Regions from separate parts of the Mus musculus genome. Here region 1 is linked to region 2. The links are chromatin contacts, called in public Hi-C maps. All regions are on one chromosome and are shown on one strand. Each heading gives the region's core, a stretch centred on a gene start, on an enhancer-like site or on the middle of the called end of the contact. The rest is flanking DNA. Distances are from core to core; before and after follow the strand shown.

Evidence for each region. A called contact is a pair of places that touch in the nucleus more often than the background predicts.
Region 1: a Hi-C map of cerebral cortex shows a contact between it and region 2, with 5 times the contacts expected there. The contact joins the enhancer-like site here to the promoter of Pnma2 in region 2. A contact is called at or near these places in 1 of 39 promoter capture datasets (trophoblast stem cells), 10 of 484 Hi-C or Micro-C datasets (the AML12 cell line, the G1E-ER4 cell line, the N1E-115 cell line and 7 more), 10 of 115 datasets of contacts at active chromatin or transcription factors (SST interneurons, embryonic forebrain, embryonic hindbrain and 5 more) and 1 of 9 other capture datasets (pancreatic islet).

Annotation. Positions count from the first base shown.
Region 1 is chr14:66,949,187-66,953,066 of GRCm38.p6, reverse strand. No RefSeq gene overlaps it. Among named protein-coding and RNA genes, the nearest start is that of Gm24258, 19 kb to the left of the region's middle. Within about 2 kb of position 2,531, at least 18 of the 459 cell types and tissues checked have an H3K27ac peak or open chromatin away from gene starts, as enhancers often do. A contact at or near this core is called in cerebral cortex, where this site is marked.
Region 2 is chr14:66,908,628-66,912,530 of GRCm38.p6, reverse strand. Pnma2 (paraneoplastic antigen MA2) reads right to left here and starts at 1,323. Exons shown (of 3, transcript NM_175498.4): 1 at 1,238-1,323. Dpysl2 (dihydropyrimidinase-like 2) reads left to right here and starts at 1,490. Exons shown (of 14, transcript NM_001378767.1): 1 at 1,490-2,089. The coding sequence starts at 1,748.

The DNA.
Region 1 (3,880 bases), core at 1,282-3,781, 39 kb before region 2:
TATAGCTCAATCTTGTCAATTCACTTTTCTTTTCCAAGTTAAAAAAAAGATTCCCTTTTTTAAAAATTTTATTTTATGTGTGTAAGTGTTTTGCTTGCACTTATGTCTGTGTACCACATCCATGCCCATTGGCTGTGGAGGCCAGAAGAGGACATTTGGAGTTATAGATGGTTGTGAGCTGCCATGTTGAGAATTAAACCCAAGTCCTCTGGAAGAGCAGGAAATGGTCTCAACCATTGTGCCATCTCTCCAGCCCTCATGCAGTTTTTTCTTGTTACTGGACAAATTTTTTACCCCACTCCCAATTCTCAAAAAAGTTTATTTGAGTCCCCTGCTGCAATACTTACGGGCAGTTTCTCCCTCTCACACAGTTATAACTGCACAGAAAACTATGTGCAGAATAGAATCTTAGCTCCCCCCCCCCCGCCCGCCACAGCTGTTTTGACTTATCTTATTAGTTTCATTTTTTTTTAAAATCTAGCATTTAAAATTTTTATTCCTCTTCTTACATGGGTGTGATTTTGTTTTTTAAGCTTTCTAATTACTGGGAGATCTTATGCTAATCTGTTTTTATCATCTCTTACTCCTCGTTCTTGCTCTTCAAAGCATTCTGCTCTGCTTCGTTTCTCTCTTCCCTCTTTAACTTGCTCTCCTGTTGTCCTTCCTTCTTTCTACGTCTTTCCTTCCTCTCATTGACTGTCCCCGCATTTGCTCTAACTTTCTAACCTGACAGCTCATTCTGCATTGCGTTAGACATTTCCAGGCTTAGATCAGTTTTGGTCCTGCTTGGGGCTCTAACTGCTTTTCAGTCATTCTGTATGTTGCAGGGTTTGAGATCCTTGTTACAATAGTTTTCTTTCTTTGCTCTGAGCAGCGTTGGGGATTCAGCCCTCTAGACTAGACTGCTCACAGGAAGATTCCCCAAAAAAGCTGGAAGAGAGGTCCCACTAACAAAGTCACAGGACAGAAGCGTGTGGAAAAGCCAGGTAACATGACCCTTCAAAAGAGCCCAACTCTCCAGTCACTGAATTCAAAGCCACCAAGGTAGGCAAGAGACACAGGTTTCAGACGTTTACTTGTAAGACTGACCAGTGACTCCAGAGGATACAGACAACAGGTGGGCTGAATCCAGGACCCAGAGAAGACGGTCAGGCTCATGGAAGGAAATGTCAGCAAATGGACGAGAGAGTCAGTATGTATGCACTAGTTAGCAGCATGGCAGGAAAATTCAACAAAGAACATTAGAGTCTGAAAACAAAACAGAAGTGTTGGAAATGAAAATTTTGAAGGGGGAAAAAAACCAAAAAAACAAAACAAACCAACACAGTCACTCGTGGTAGACGAACATCCTGAACCAAGCAGAAGAAAGAACGTTAAGATGGAGAATGGAGGGCTGGAGAGACGGCTCAGCGTTTAAGAGCACTGATTGCTCTTCCAGAGGTCCTGTGTTCAATTCCCAGCAACCACATGGTCGCTCACAACCATCTGCAATGGGATCTGGTGCCCTCTTCTGGTTTGTCTGAAGACAGCTACAGTGTACTCATCCTCATAAAATAAATAAATAAATCTTTTTTTAAAAAAGAGATTTGAACATTTTATTTAAAAAAAAAAAAAAAATGGTGGATGGAGTTGAGGAAATTCGGAGTTCAAGTGTCAGCATCCGAAAAGAAGCTGAGCTGTGATGAAGCGATCAGAGACAGACCAGCCTACAGGAGCTGTGCTAAAACCAGGAGGCAGAGTCTGCTCAGTAAAGTCAGAGCGGCAACTTCCCGAACTAGACAAAGAGTGGACGCCCAAACGGTGGCATTTAGAGCCCAGACCAGAGAGCCTCTCCACGACCTACCAGGGTTCAGAATCCAGCATGCAAAGCAAAGACACATGTGAGGCGCTGCAAAGGAAACTGCCAACAAATCCTTGTAAACGCTAGGAAGGCAGTCCAGTGATGTGCCCAACCGGCAAAGCACCGTGGCCAGACCCAAGCCTCCCTAGGACCCACGGTAGGAGAAACCTGACATCAGAAAGTTAGCTTCCGGGCATGGTGCGCGCATGCGCATACACTGAGTCTGAGCGAGAATGCGCCTCTCCTTTCGCTTTATGGGTTCTAGAGCTCAAACTCAGGACATCAGGCAAAGTGACAGCACCCTTACCAGCTGAGTCTTCTTGCCAGCCTTGTTTTTCATGAACAGAACAGGGTCTCACTGTGTTGCCAAGGCTAGACTTGAACTTCTGAACACCACTGATCTTCCTGACTCCCCAGAGGTTGGGAATCTGGGCAAACACCCCTATGTCTGGCCTGTTGGTAACATCTCGCCTTAATAGTGTACATTGTTTTCCACTTATGGGCCAATATCGGCGCACCATCATTTGAGCTTCATAGTTTTACATTAGGTCCGTGCTGCGCTATGCCGGTTTGCTGGGTCTTGACAGATGTGTGACAACAATTGTTCATCATTACAGTGTCATACAGAGTTGTTTCCCTGCCCTAAAAACCCCTCCAGTGCACCTGCCGTGCCTACATCTCACCTCAAGGCCGTGCCACGCCCTGATGGTTTATTGTTCCAAGGTTTTGCCCTTCTGGACAGTCCCTGTGATAATAGACTCAGACATTGTAGGGTTTGTCCGTTCACTTCCCCTTTTTAGTGAAATAAATACACCCCCTGTAAGCATCTGTGTGCAGCTTTGTGTGTGGACATGGTTTCTAGCAGATGTATCTGAGTGTGACTCCTGAGTCGTGCTGGGTCGGACTGTTTAGTTTTGTACAGAGCTGCAGAGCTGTCTTCAGGCCAGTCTTCCTCAAAGCGAGCAGCAGAGGAGAGAGCTCCTGCCGCCCCACCCTTGCTTGTGACCGTCAGAACCTTGGATGTCAGCCATTCTAAGAGGTGTGTGTACCCTGGTCCCTGCGGTGGCTTCCATCTGTGCCTCCCTAGTGACGTGTGACGTCTCGCAGCTGCTCCCACGCACGTTTGCCATCTGCCACTCTTCATAAGACGTGCAGCCCAGGTGACAGCTGGGGGCTCCTGGCCCCTCAAAAGTCAGATAAGATTTATTAAATCCTGTATTCCAAGCCTGTGAAAGTGCTAATGCCGCCCAGAGAGAAATGAAGGCTAGGAGAAGCTTCTAGAAGTGGAGGCATTCACCACACTTACGGTTTCTGTGGAACACGTGAGTGCCTTCCAGTCGGCATCATGTGGTCTCCAGTAGGTGGGGCAGGTACTATTTATTACTATTATTCCTTGAAAAATGGAACTGCTGAGGTAAATCATTCCAGCTTGCAGAGGTGGCCGAGTGAGACATGAGCACTGGCCTCTTGTCACTCAGACAGACGGGCCTTAGGCTGGCAGAGTCCACCTCCTTGTGGAAAACTGCTGAAGCCAGTAAGTATTGCAACCACCATTTTGGTTTCCTTCCTTCCTTCCTTCCTTCCTTCCTTCCTTCCTTCCTTCCTTCCTTCCTTCCTTCCTTCCTTCCTTCCTCCCTCCCTCCCTCCCTCCCTCCCTTCCTTTTCTTTTTCTTCTTATTTTTAACATTTATTTGTTTATTCATTTTGTATGAGGAAAGGAGCCGTGAATGTTTGTGGAGGCCAGAGGACAACTTTTGAGAGTCAGCTCCCCTTCTGCCCTGTGGGTTCTAGGGAATCAAGCTCTGGCAAGCAGCCTTGGGGGGGGGGGGCACTGCCCTTGCCTGATGACCCTCAGCTGACATTGCCAGCTCCTCATTTTTATTTTTATTTTTGAGGCAAGATCTTGCCCGGGTCCTCCTCAAACTCTATTCTCCTGCCTCAGGCCACTGCCTGCTGGTGTTACAGGCTTAGGCCTCCACCCCTGGCTTGTGTCACGAAGGCCTTTAGCATGTCTAAGCTGCCCACACAATCAGGAAGTAG
Region 2 (3,903 bases), core at 74-2,573:
GCGCACAAATTATGACTCCATCAATCAAGCTATCTCGGGCAACTGGGGGCGTTGATATCTGCAAGCAATCGTTACCTAAGCAAAGGCTGACAATGGGACTGATTTCTTGGTCACAACGCCCTGTGAGAACACGCTGCAGTAAACTGCCTCTCCTAGACCAAACCCATCCATCTTAGTGAGCATGCTCAGATCTCGCTCCAGAACCCCTAAAGGATGGGCAACACTTTTGCAGCTTTCAGCCACTCTGGAAAAACAGGAGGGGCTTAAATGCAACCAAGCCAGGACCAGGAGGTGGGACTAAGCAAGGAAAAGCCTCGAACCTGGCGGTCGTGGCTGAACCGTGTGCACGCGCGCACACACTCCAAATCCCCACACTTTGGCTGCCCACAACTCACACAGCATGTAACCCTCCCCTGAACAGCAATCTACCTCTACCCTCCATGCAAACCGCTGCGGCCCTAGAGAAGGAACATCTGGCAAACTCCCGGGCCTCCTGCGCAGCGTGCAACAGGGGCGGGGAAGCTAGGCGGGGCGACTTGAAAGCAAGATGAGTGTGCTTCAGTCTGCTTAGTCCCCAACCATTTTCCGTTTTGGGTGTGTGTGTGTGTGTGTGTGTGTGTGTGTGTGTGTGTGTGTGTGTGTTTTGAGGGATTGGAGATATCAAATCCAGGACTCTTCTGAGCCTTTTCTGAGGCAATGGCTGATGTGCAGGGCATGGCCTTTTCAGATGATGTTACGGGTCCCCAGTTTCTATGCTGAAGCGCAATCCTCAGTCTGCATTCTTTACTATGCCCCCCCCCCCCCCCCCCGCACCGCAGGCTTGCTGCTTTCTCCCCCGGTCACCGCTTGCATTTGCTATGCTCCTCTGCTTTTTCGCCCCCGCCATGTTGTGAGCCCCACCTCCCAACCACAGGGGCTGCAAGCAGGGAGAACATTCTCCTTTCCTTCTGCTCCTTGCAGTGCGCGCCCTGGCGCCCAGGTCGTGGGTAAACTGAAGCATTGGTGCCGGATACTTGGTTATCCCGGAGTAGACTTTGCTGTTTCCAGGGTCACCCCTGCCCAGTTTCCAAGAGCCTTCAGGCTTGAACCTTGGCTCCCTCAACCCTCAGCTCTCACCCGAGGCCAGGGGAGCCCCAGGGCCACCTTAGCAATGCAGTGAGGCAGGTCGGGGAGAGGGGCTCTGGACTAGGGTCTGAGCCTTCGGGTCCTTGCCCGGCTATAGCTATCCGACACTCACCCTGGCGCCGAGAGAGGTCTGTCGGGCGGCTGCCGCGCGTCCATTAGCGGGTGGAGTGTCCGCTTTACTTCCGGGGCGCAGGCTCCGGGCGCCCCCCACCCCCTCGTACCCTCCCTTCTCCGTCTCCTCCTTCTGGGTCCTCTCCCTCCTTGTCCCCTCCCTCCTGATCCTGCGTTCCTCCTGCCCCGCCCCACTCCGCCCCGCCCCGCGTTGCCGGGAACTGGCATCCTCTGCCGCAGCGACCGCCCGCTCAGATCCAACTTTGCTCGGAGGTGGCGTGGCGGCGCCGGGGGGCGTGGGCAGGGAGGGAGAAAGCGGGGTCAGGAGGAGGGACCGCGAGGGGTGGGTCGCCGGTTCGCCAGCTCTCCATCCTTTCTGTGCACCTTGCGGTAGGCAGGGAGAGGCAGCCGCGGCGGCAGCAAGAGGCTAGTGCACACCCAGCTAGGGAGACTTAGGAAACCACGGACGGACGGACGAACAGACAGGACCTTCCCCAGCGCCCCCTGAGCCATGGCCGAGAGAAAGCAATCTGGAAAGGCAGCAGAGGACGAAGAGGTCCCTGCCTTTTTTAAAAACCTGGGCTCCGGCAGTCCCAAGCCGCGGCAGAAATTCTGCGGCATGTTCTGCCCTGTGGAAGGGTCCTCGGAGAACAAGACCATCGACTTCGACTCGCTTTCAGTGGGCCGGGGCTCGGGGCAAGTGGTGGCTCAGCAGCGCGATGTCGCCCACTTGGGCCCCGACCCGCACCGGCAGAGCCGGCGTGCCAGTGGGGAGCCATCTGTTGAATCGAGCCGGAAGGTGGAGATCCGGCGGGCCTCGGGCAAGGAAGCCCTGCAGAACATCTATGATCAGGTTGGTATGGGGGTGGAGGGTGGGATCGGAGCGCGGGGCTGCCCCCTGGCTTGTCGCGGAGGACCGAGCATCCCCGCGTGGCAGCCAGCACCAGCCAGCACGCGGCACCAAGAGCTCTGCCTCCCGCATCTGCACGCGCACCGCGCCCTGCCCACCCCTTCACCGCGCAGGGTGCGGCGAGGCACGGGTTCGCCAGTGGGCGTTTGAGCTCCCACAAAGGCTGCCCTAGCCTCCTTGTCCCTGGGAGGTGGGGAACCCGCGTCAGGGACCAGCTGATCCCCGGGCTGGAGGCGTCGAGTGGCGATTGGGGTGGACCACTGTGCTGTTCTTAAATCCTCCCGGGCGGCATCCGATTGCAGCTGCGGCTCAGAGCCCCACCCTTTTTTGATGCAGCTCAAAGAGAGCAGTGGAAGGCTGCAGTGAAGACTAGAGGATTCCCTTGGGGTCTGTAGGGACAAGGGCTTACATGGCTACTCAGTGTGGCAAGGTCCCCGCCTCTAGTGCGCTCAGCACCATGGTTCTGAGCTAGGAGGTCAGGACCACGGCCAGCGCCCGGAGCCTCTTACCATTGCCTGGACTGTGTTCAGCAGCCAGTGAAGAGTCCGGGAGGTTGTGATGTCACTGAGAAAAGCTAGATAGCCCATGTAGAGAACAAAGTTCTGCTAAGTGTCTCGGCAAGGGCTTCTCAGAGCGCTTCCCCAGCGCTGTAAGGGAAGCACTTTGGGAATGGGGAGAGACTACGCGAATTATATTCAAAGAACTAAAAAGGAAAGGAAAAATGAGGGTGGGAAGGGAGGACTCACATTTGAAGGCAAGACTCCCTGATTGTGTTAATGGTGAGACAAAGAAGGCTAGCTTGGCTATCCTTCGTCAAGGAAAATGTTTGACATGGTCCAGTAATCCCCAGCAGGGCACGTTTCAAGCCCAGGGGTCTTTTCACACACATTTCCCTCCATTTCAGGGTGACATTTATGCTCGTATAATATTTTTTCACAGCTTTAATGCCTCAACTGATCGTTTACACTGCACAGCGTCTTACGCTTGGTTGCTGCTTCTCTCCCATGCTCGCGGTGAAGATAAGAAACCAATCTATGAATGACTTTATATTGAATCCTGTGTGCCTTCCCTTCTAGGGCAAGAGGAAGGTTAGTCCTAAAGGCGCTTCCTTTCAGACAGCCACTGGAGAAGTTGGGGGATGTTCTGCACATGCTCACTGGGGGCTTGCCCAGCATTCAGGTTGTGTGCTACAGAGAAATCCTCAGAGAACAGCTCTGGGGGCAATGGTTGGGGCACAGCTGCCCGCTTTCCTGACACAGCAGAGCAATCTAGTTTTTTACTTTCTTTAGAATCACTTCTTGCCAAAGGAGGCAGCAGAGGTGAGGAGACTATTTCCTTTATTTATTTATTTATTTATGTATTTTTATTTATTTATTTTTAAAAAATATTTATTTATTATATGTGAGTACACTGTTGCCGTCTTGAGACCCACCAGAAGAGGGTATCAGATCTCATTACAGATGGTTGTGAGCCACCAAGTGGTTGCTGGGATTTGAACTCAGGACCTCTGGAAGAGCAGTCAGTGCTCTTAATTGCCAAGCCATCTCTCCAGCCCTTCCTTTTTTTTTTTTTTTTTGAAGGCTGAAGCAAGCAATCATTTATTTTACACCCATTCAGCTTCTGATTTTTATATTTTTATTTCACTAAGAGGCAACCAGAATCAAAATCCAAAACACTTGTTTTGTTCCAGGTGATCAATTAAAGTAAATCTTTCTTTCTTTTCTTCCCTTTTCTCCGCTTTTCTTCTTTCTTTTTTC